Regions from separate parts of the Sus scrofa genome. Here regions 1 and 2 are each linked to region 3. Evidence: chromatin contacts called from public Hi-C and HiChIP or PLAC-seq data. All regions are on one chromosome and are shown on one strand. The core of a region is the stretch at or near the end of the contact, and the rest is flanking DNA. Distances in the headings are between cores, read along the strand shown.

Region 1 (3,349 bases), core at 135-2,634, 680 kb before region 3:
CTTGTGGCAGTACTCACGTGTCATGTTTCTATGATCACAACAATCCAGTATCCCTATATGTTTGTTCTTGAGTTCTATTAGGTAAGCTACCCTGCTATTTGTAAATTTTTCTTGGTGCTTTATTTGTCAAAGACTCTTAGAGATAAAAATAAACACATGCCACTTGTTTGCTCTTTGTGCCTTTCTCCTGGGGGCTGTTCATGCTTGTGAATAAAAAAAAATGTGTATATAGTGCGTGTGCGAGTCTGTGTTTGTGTATAAATAACTCGAGAAGGTGCAGCTATCTAGATTGGCTGCTAGGTGGCCGTGGACCCACTTACCCTGGTTTGGGGGCTTGGGGCCTTAAGGTAGCCCTGTAGCCTCCCACGGTAGCGTGGCGGGCAGCCCCTAACCCAGTGCCCAGACTGTTAGTAGAGGAAAAACATTGACTTAACCACTTGAAAGCCCTTGGTATATACCCCACTAATCCCTCTGCCGGGCCACTGAGAGCTATGTCTGGCTTTGGTCATGGATGGTGTCACCGAAGTGTATTCTCTGCGTGGACACCTAGGAAGCAACTTGAAAGTAAACACACGCTTGGGGCTTCCCTCGCTGATGAATGTGCAGCAGCGTCGCCTCCGTTCGGAGGGCAGCGCTGAGGTCTCTTTGCTTCGGTCAGCATCTGCCAAGCGCTGGTGTGTACACACACAGGGGCTGCTGTGTGTACACACACACAAGGGCTTGTGTGTACACACACACACACACACACACACACACACACACACGGGAGCGCGCGCGCGGTTAGGGCCGAAGTGATTACTGGCGCTTGTTTTCTTGGCGCCCACCCCCGTCCCCTAGCAGCCACCCATCCGGCCGCGTGCGGTTCCCCCGGCGGCCCTGGCCGCTCGCCGGGCCCTCCGAAGGCCCGAAGAGGCCCCGCGCACACCCACCGCGCCGCGGCCGCGCGGGAGGCCTGCGCCGCCCGCGCCACCCACCGGCTGGGCCCAGCGGGCAGGCTGAGCGAGCGGGCGGGCGGGGGCTGTCCCGGGCTCGCCCTCCCCGGCCGCGGCCCTGCGCGCCATGTGTCCCCGCGGGGCGCGCCGCTCCAGAGCCGGCCGCGGCTCCTTTAACCCAGGGAAGGGGAGCGGGGCGGAGGGGGCGGAGGGGGCGGTGGGGCGGCTCCGAGGAGGGCTCTTTCTTTCTTCTTTTTTTGAATGAACAGTGTGACGTACATACAGGAAACCAGTCGGTTAGAGGAGAATGAAGTAAGAGGCCAGCCCCCCCGGCCCCGCGCCCGCCCCCTTCCTCCCTGCGCTGGCCCCCGCCCGCCGGGCTCCCGCCCGCCAAGCTCGGTTTCCCCGCCGAGCCGCCGCCGCTGCCGCCGCCGCCGCCGCCGCCGCCGCTGCCAGCGAAGGTGCCGGGAGCCGAGCCCTCCCCGCCGGCGCGGCCGTCATCGCCCTGAGCGGGAGCGCGGGGGAGGCGGGCGCAGCCAGCTCTGCCGCGCAGGAGCAGGAGGAGGAGAAAGGGTGCGCAGCCCGGAGGCGGGGTGCGCCGGTGGGGTGCAGCGGAAGAGGGGGTCCAGGGGGGAGAACTTCGTAGCAGTCATCCTTTTTAGGAAAAGAGGGAAAAAATAAAACCCTCCCCCACCACCTCCTTCTCCCCACCCCTCGCCGCACCACACACAGCGCGGGCTTCTCGCGCTCGGCACCGGCGGGCCGGGTGCGTCCAGCCTTCATTTATCAAGCAGCTTTTCGGAAAATGCATTTGCCGTTCGGAGTTTAATCAGAAGAGGATTCCTGTCCCCGTCCCCGGCTCGTCCACCGGCCCCCGGTCCCTGTCTCTCTCCCGTGGAGGCGTGAAGCGGCCCCGCGGATAGAAATCCATGTCCGTGCCCGCGCGTGTGTGTGCGTGTGTAAATTGCCGAGAGGGGAAAAATCACAGGACTTCTGCAAATCCCGGACTGAAAATTGTAATTCATCTGCCGCCGCCGCTGCCTTTCTTTTCTCGTGCTCTTGAGATCTCTGGTTGGGATTCCTACGGATTGACATTTCTGTAAAGGAGAAGTCTGGGAATCAAACTGGAAATTCTCCTAATTTTTACACCTCCTCCCCCAGCTCCTGATTCATTTGGAAGTTTCAAAGCAGCTATAACTGGAGAGTTCTGAAGATTGATGGAATCTTTGCCTTATGCATTTGTTTTGTTTTCACAAAAAGGAAACTTGACAGAGGATCATGCTGTCCTTAAAAAATACAAGTAAGTTCTTTGCACAGAAAATTGGCTTAATGTAACTTTCAATGGAAACATTTGAGATTTTAACTTTTAAGTGCATTCGAGTAAGTTTAATTTCCAGGCAGTTTAATACATTCTTTTCAGCTGTGTAACTTGTAGTGTGTTAAGCCCTGCTTTCACCCAGTGTATAAAGGGAAATGCACCTGATTTTGACTGATTAGTTTTTTTAACCTTTCAGCATCACGGGGGAAGTAGACTGATATTAACAATAATTAATAATGTGCCTCATGAACTAAAGATCCGAAAGGAATTTAAATAAAAATTTCCTGCATCTCATGCCAAGAGGGAAACACCAGAATCAAGTGTTCCGCGTGACTGAAGACACCCCCTCAACCAAGAATGCAAAGCACATCCAATAAAATAGCTGGATTATAACTATTCTCTCTTTCGGGGCCGTGGGGTGGGAAGCGGGGGCGAGAGGTGCTGTTGGTACCCGGCTGCTTTTCCTCTGGGAAAGGATGGCGCACGCTGGGAGAACAGGGTATGATAACCGGGAAATAGTGATGAAGTACATCCACTATAAGCTGTCGCAGAGGGGCTACGAGTGGGATGCCGGAGACGCGGGCGCCGCGTCCCCGGGGGCCGCTCCCGCACCGGGCATCTTCTCCTCCCAGCCCGGGCGAACCCCCGCTCCCGCCAGGACCTCGCCGCCGCCGACCCCGACCGCCCCCGCCGCCACCGCCGCCGCCGCCGCCGCCGCGGGGCCTGTACTCAGCCCGGTGCCACCTGTGGTCCACCTGACCCTGCGCCAGGCCGGCGATGACTTCTCTCGTCGCTACCGCCGCGACTTTGCCGAGATGTCCAGCCAGCTGCACCTGACTCCCTTCACCGCGAGGGGACGCTTTGCCACGGTGGTGGAGGAGCTCTTCAGGGATGGGGTGAACTGGGGGAGGATTGTGGCCTTCTTTGAGTTCGGTGGGGTCATGTGTGTGGAGAGCGTCAACCGGGAGATGTCGCCCCTGGTGGACAACATCGCCCTGTGGATGACTGAGTACCTGAACCGGCACCTGCACACCTGGATCCAGGATAACGGAGGCTGGGTAGGTGCATGTGTGGTTGAATGTGAGTCTGGGCTGCGCGT
Region 2 (3,294 bases), core at 314-2,813, 730 kb before region 3:
AGCAAAAACAGGAGTTTCTGCCATGGCTCAGTGGTTTCGAATCCGACTAGGAACCATGAGGTTTCGGGTTCGATCCCTGGCCTCGCTCAGTGGGTTAAGGATCAGGTGTTGCTGTGAGCTGTGGTGTAGGTCACCGATGCGGTTCAGACTCCACTTTGCTGTGGCTGTGGTGTAGGCTGGCAGCTACAGCTCTGATTCAACTCCTAGCCTGGGAACCTCCACATGCCACAGGTGCGGCCCTAAAAAGACAAAAGACAAAAAAATAAAAATAAATTAAAAATTAAAAATTAAAAAAAAGCAAAAACAAAGCAAGCAAGCAAAAGCCTACACAAATCAAAACAATAGTGAAATGTCACTTCACACCCTCTTGGGGGGAGGCTATAATTTAAAAAGACACATGATAACAAGTATTGGTGAAGACTTGGAGACACTGGAAACCTTATACATCATTGGTGGAAATTGTAAAATCGTGTAGTGGCTTTGAAAAAACAGTCTGACAGTTCTGATTAAACAGTTACTAGAAGATCCAGCAATTCCACCCCCAAGAGAAATGAAAAACTTGTACATGACTGTTCACAGCAGCATTATTCATAATAGCCAAAAAGTGGAAACAACTTAAATGTCCATCATTTAGGATAAATGAAATGTGTTATGTCCACACATGGAATGTAATTTAGTCATAAAAAACATGAAGTACTGATACATTGTACCGCATGAATGAACCTTCAAAATATTATGCTAAGTGAAAACAGCCAGACACAAAAGTCTACACATGCTATATTTGCACTTATAAGAAATATTCAGAAGAGGCAAATCTATAGAGAGAGAAGTATTAGTGATTACCTAGGGCTCGGTGTGGGTTAGAAGGAAATGCGGGAAACTGTTAAAGGGTACAGAATTTGTGGGGAGGGGGTAACTTAATGTTCTAAAATTGATGGTGGGGACAGTTGCACAACTCTGACGATACCAAAACCCATTTACTATGCACTTCAAAAAGGTGAATTGTATGGTATGCAAATTAGATCTCAATAAAGCTTTTTTTTTTTTTTTTTAACCTTGTCTTGGTAAAGAAGATGAACTCTGAGCACAACGAAACTGAATCCTCTAAGCGATTTTTAATGCTTTCTTGGTCCTCTGCTGTGACCATTTTCTAAATGCGCCAAGAAAATATGAAATGGAGCCGGAGGTTTCAGAGCTTGATCCCGGGCCGCCCTTGAGGCAACGAGATTTGGGGATCCCACGGCCGGTGTTTAGGAAACTCTGAGACACTCCCTCCGGCCCGGGGAGGGCGGCTCCCAGAGCGGCGGCGGAAGCCCAGGAGCCAAGCGGCCCGAACTCGTCGCCGGGTTTGGGAAGGTCTGGCGCTGGCTCTCCACGGTCCTAAGGAGCAACCTCGCTACCATACGAGAGCGTCACCAATAGGCGCCCCAGGTGCGCCACCCAGGGCCTGTCCAGAGCGCGCTGGGGGTAGGCCCATCTACCCCGGGGAGGGTGCGGGTGCCTGTACAGACACCGAGGAGGCTCGGGGCCCCCACACCCTCGGCGCGATAGGACAGCAGCCACAGCCTCTTTGCGAGTGGAAGCACCGCCCCGCGCGGTGGCGCCCTCCGCTAGCTCCGCCTCTTCCCCTCCGGCCGCCGCCCCGCCCCACGCCGCGGACCCAAACACCGGCTCCGGCTGCGCGCCGCCGCGCGTGATCGCCGGCGCGGCCGAGCCCCGCGCTCTTGCTAGTGCCGCCCGCCCCCGGCCCCGGCCCTGGCCCCGGCCCCGGCCCCGGTCCGGGCCCCGGCAGAGCGATGCTGCTGCTGGCTGCCGCCTTCCTCGTGGCGTTCGTGCTGCTGCTCTACATGGTGTCTCCGCTCATCAGCCCCAAGCCCCTCGCCCTGCCCGGAGCTCATGTGGTGGTGAGTGGCCTCCTGTTGCTGCGCCGCCGCCTCCCGGCCCGCTCGGCCACCCGGAACGCGCCGGACCGTGATTCAGGCCGGGGGCGGGGGGTGGGGGTGGGGAGAAGGCGACGTCCCTTTCTCCAAATGGAGGGACACCTGCCTCCGTCTGCCCCAGCACTGCCCCCTCGGAGGGCCTTGGGGACCCGCCCTCCGTCGCATCTGGCTCCTCCCGGGGCGGGAGAGCAGGTTAGCAGGGATAGAGCCGGCGAGCCGGGTCCCGGCGCTTCAGGGGCTCGGGAGACGCTCGTTAATCCCCGGAGCATCCCTGGGATCTGGATATTTTTGTCCTCGGGTTTCCCGATGAGTCAACTGAAGAACAGAGAGGTTGAGAAACTTTGCCAAGGACACCGCAGTCGGTGGCGGCTTCGGGCGAGGCGCGCTGTCTGGGCCGGGTTGCGAGGAGGCGGGCGGCAGGGAAGGGGGCCCCATCATCCAGGACTCACCGAGGCAGCTCGCACCTGGAAGATGGCCTGCGCGAGTGACAGTTGCCAAAGGAATCCAGGAAATGACTCACTTAGGGGGGAAATTGTTCCAAACCCGGTGGGCTGGCAGTGTTGGCTACCTGTGTTGGACGCTTTCTGTCCCTTCTACACTGCTTGTCTCTTTTGAGCTCAGCCCGGCCGTCGTTTCAGAGTCAGTGGGATGAACTGAAGTACTTGACTGATGCTTTAGAAATGAAGGGGATGTGGGTAGGTTTGGTTTGTTGCTTAACGGACGCTCGTGTCTTCAAAGATTCCTTTTCTGCCGCTGGGGTCCCTTCAACAGGAAGAATCCTTCTTACCTGAGCCCAGCATGTCACCATTAGTAGTGGGTTTATTGTCCGTTTTCTCATTTGTTTTTCACAAGCCCGAGGCACAGTGAAGCGGGAGGTTATGAATAAGGAAAGTTAGCTACTAAGCTGGTAGCGCAAATCCTTCTGGTGTCTCACTGAGATCTGAGCCTCCCCACTCAGTGAGATGTGACGGGGTGGGTTGGTCACTGCTTTTAGTGTGGTCTGAATCAGGCCAAGATTTTGTGAATGGCAGCATGTATTTTCTTTAACTTCTCTCTTGTAAAACTATTAGTGTATTTCCAACTCCTGCCATTGCTGATGTGGAAGATGAGGCAGTGGGTGTAAATTCATTAGAGATGCAGAGAGGAACACATTTTTACAATCATGCTACCTTCTGAAAGTGTTACATCTGCAAGAGAACTTCTGCCTCAAAAGCATGGCTTTCAAAGTTGGATTCTTTCCAAAGTTATGTTTGTAGAGCATCACTTGGAAATGGTCAAGTCGAAGCAGTAATGAAAATTTTCATTCAGTGTTTGTAAGGGACTTTCACTTCATGTTGACTATGGTCCTCCCCAC
Region 3 (3,230 bases), core at 137-2,636:
CACACGGGCTCCACTAGCGCTTCGCCTTTCCCAGCACCTAGAGATGCTCAAAGTCAAAAAGTCCCAAGACTCTTCATCTGAGAGCGGGATCGGGCTGAGTGCTCTATGTTTTCCGTGGTAACTCCGGCACGGAAGAGACTTCTAGAGCATTCTGTTATGGCGGGTGCCTCTGTGTGCAGCGGGGGTGGGGGGAGCAGTGGAAATGAGCGGTCCAGACTAACGAAGGCTAGTACAACTGGGCGGGGAGCCGTGGCAAGGGGATTCCGAGCCACCTGCGTGGGGTGAGGCTCGGCCACCGGGAGTCCGAAAGCCGGGCAGGGCAGGTCGCCGAGGCGGTGACCACACTGCGGGCGCAGAGGGCTGGCACGCCTTACCTGGGCCCGGGGGCCGGCAAAGTTACACGACTCCGCCTCCACTCCCCCGTCCTCGGGGCCCCCGCGGAGCGCGGCGCGGAGCCTCTCCAGGTGCTCCCTCAGGGTGACCCGCTGGTGGAAGGAGAACGCCGGGTGCAGGGAGGCCATGGTGAAGAGCAGCAGCAGTTCCTCCTGGGCCCTGAAGCCCAGCCCGCTGCCGCGCCGGGGCTCGGCGCCGCTGCCTTCCGGGCCGGAGCCGTCCTTCTCCGCGTCCTCCTCGCCGTTGCAGTCCTCGCCGGGCTTGTCCTCCGCGCCACCTCGCGAGCCCTCGCCCCGGGCCGCGCGCAGGCTTTTGAGCACAGAGTCCACCTGGGGCAGGAGACGGTGCAGGCGGCCGGCGGCCTCACGGTTCTCTGAGCCCAGCAGCGCCAAGTAGACGATGAGGCGCGAGCGCACGGCCGGCTCTCGGAAGTCGGCCAGCGGCCCGGGGTCCGAGAGGCCGTTGGCCTTGGCCTCCGAGTCGCGCAGGTAGTGGTAGTCCTTGCGCGCCAGGTCCTCCAAGCACGAGCCGAGAAAGCGCAGTTCCAACGGGTTACACAGGTCCAGTAGTCCGCACATGAACTCCAGGCGCTGCGCGGAGCCCAGCACCAGCCCGAACCACTCGTACACCCGCTCCTGCTCCCGCAGCGCCGCCGTGGGGCCGCCGCCGCCGCCCGGCATGCCCGCCCCCGCCGCCGCTCCCCCAGCAACAGGCGGCCCGAGCCCCCCAGGCGGCGGCGGCGGCTGGGGGCCCCGCAGCTGGCCCGAGGGCGGCGGCGGCGGCGGCGGCGGCGGGGGGCGGCAGTCTCGGCGGCGGCGCGGTGGCGCCTTCGCGGACAACCGCGCGTCCGCCTCGGGCTCCTCCGCCTCGGGTGGCGGCTCCGCGGGGTGCGTCGGCTTCAGCGGCAGCTTCATCCTCAGCATCCTCGGCTAAGGCGGCGCGGACATGCGAGCGGGGGCGGGAGGGAGGGGCCGGGAGGAGGGACGGGGGCCGAGGCGGCGGCGCGGCAGTCAGGAGCTGGGCCCCTCCATGCCGCCGGGGGAGGGCCGGGGCCGGGGCCGGGGGCGGGTCTCGGCCGGCAAGGGGGGCGGTGGCCGGCCGGCGAGGTCGCTGGCGTCGTCTTCCCGGGCCGGAGGCGGGGCGTGCCCGCCGCGGCTCCTCCCTCTGGGCTCCGCGCCGGCTCTAGGAGCCCGGGTGCGGGTGGGAGCAAGCGAGCGAGCGTGTCCTCCTTCCGCCTCCCTCTCTTCCGTCGTCCGCACTGGGCTGGGGCGGCGGCGCCTGAGCGGTTCCCTCGCGAGCCTGTGCGGACCAAGCCGCTGGAGAAGAGGAGGAGCAGCCCGGGCGGGGCGGAGACGCTTGCGGGCTCCTCTCAGTCACTTCAGCCAATCAACAGCCAGAACCGATGGTTGCGTAGTGTCCCCACCCCCTCGGGCACGCCTCTCTTCGATAAGCCACGCCCAACTGCCCTCCAGCCGCCTTCCCTTTCGGCGGTTTCCGCGCGGTCCTAATGTGTGGTGGCTGACCGCGGGCTGGGGTGGGGAAGGACGCGGTAGGACTGTAGGAGATGGCTAGGTGTGCTAGAGCGCGGCAAGGCGCTGCTGAGACCCGCGTGTGCGGAGGGAAGTGGGGAACTGCCCCTTTTCCAAGGGCCTGAACACAGCTTTTGACTACTGACTGTCCTGTTCTGCCTTCCTCTTCGCGTGGGCCACCGCCCCACAGCGCCGCTGGGTTCCCTTCGCGGCCGCATGGTACGCGTCCCGGGAGCGAAGCTTCCCCTGGGGGGAGCGCGCTAACCTGAGCTCCTTCGGTGCACCGCCCTGCCGACTGTCTGGAAGTCAGCAATGGGATATTCCCACCACAACTTTACCGGGATCTCTGGGTTGACTCTCTGGGTTGAGGATCGGGGAGCTGGGTCGGGAGGCTGGCTTGTGGCTGTGGTTGAGGGGCCCGGACGCCTCGAAAGCAGGAGGGTGCCCAGGCGAAGTGCAGGCTGCACCATGCAATCTTCCGGGCGCAGAGGCGACCCAACCCGACCTGAGGGAGATCCACGGGCTCTGGGCCGAGGGGAGACGCAGTGGTAAGGACGCCCCTGGCTTAACGGTTGCTTCTGGTCTTTAACGCTCTTTGGAAATTTCCACGACAGTTGTTAGCAAAAGCCCCCCCAAAGCCACCATCTTTTGGAAATTATTTTATTTGCTACGTAACATTTCTATGCCTAACGCTAACATTTTGAATTTGGTGCCGGTGCGAAGCCCTGCTACAGCTATATCGTAGGAATATGTTAAAAAACAAAAAAAAAAATCTTTCTGAAAAATTTTGAACATCTGTTGGGAGACCATAAGCTGAGCCCTCTTCACCTCACAGTTTTCTGCCCTAAGAAGCTAATTTTATACTAAAAGGCTGAATTGAAGCCTAAAGTCTCAATTGAACCCTGCAATAAAACGGAGACAATTGTTTTCAATACACTTTAGATTAGTAAAATATATGAAAGCCATTCTATCTTGTAATTTGCTATTTTCTTGTGTTCTTTGGGTGTAATGTAGAAATATTACAATGAGGAGAAGACTTTCTAAGGACTTTTATTATTACAGTCCTTTTTATTATTACAAACCTCAATTGCCCTGGAATCATACCCTATCTCATCTATTCCCACATCTCTGAAGCGTAGGGTGAAATACTTTAGGCAATCAATAATAATATTAATCTTGCTAGATTTTCACAGGTTCATAGTGAGTTGTCTAGATCTGGATATCTTGTGTTCCTTTGAGGTGATTTTTATGTGTGGTTTAGGCAGTCTTTACGTTTTTCTTGACAACAAGAAGCCATTTGGAATTAAC

Evidence for each region. A called contact is a pair of places that touch in the nucleus more often than the background predicts. HiChIP or PLAC-seq counts read pairs in DNA pulled down with a chosen protein or histone mark.
Region 1: a contact with region 3 is called in a Hi-C map of liver, with 6 times the contacts expected there. The contact joins the promoter of BCL2 here to the promoter of ZCCHC2 in region 3. A contact is called at or near these places in 2 of 47 Hi-C or Micro-C datasets (fibroblasts and liver) and 1 of 2 datasets of contacts at active chromatin or transcription factors (skeletal muscle).
Region 2: an H3K27ac HiChIP or PLAC-seq map of skeletal muscle shows a contact between it and region 3, with 3 times the contacts expected there. The contact joins the promoter of KDSR here to the promoter of ZCCHC2 in region 3. A contact is called at or near these places in 1 of 5 promoter capture datasets (fetal liver), 1 of 47 Hi-C or Micro-C datasets (heart right ventricle) and 1 of 2 datasets of contacts at active chromatin or transcription factors (skeletal muscle).

The regions. Positions count from the first base shown.
Region 1 is chr1:158,336,019-158,339,367 of Sscrofa11.1, forward strand. It overlaps BCL2 (apoptosis regulator Bcl-2), which reads left to right and starts at 1,385. Exons shown (of 2, transcript XM_021099593.1): 1 at 1,385-3,308. The coding sequence starts at 2,727.
Region 2 is chr1:158,286,981-158,290,274 of Sscrofa11.1, forward strand. It overlaps KDSR (3-ketodihydrosphingosine reductase), which reads left to right and starts at 1,564. Exons shown (of 10, transcript XM_001925913.6): 1 at 1,564-1,904. The coding sequence starts at 1,797.
Region 3 is chr1:159,020,757-159,023,986 of Sscrofa11.1, forward strand. ZCCHC2 (zinc finger CCHC domain-containing protein 2) reads right to left here and starts at 1,387. Exons shown (of 14, transcript XM_021099630.1): 1 at 375-1,387. The coding sequence starts at 1,316.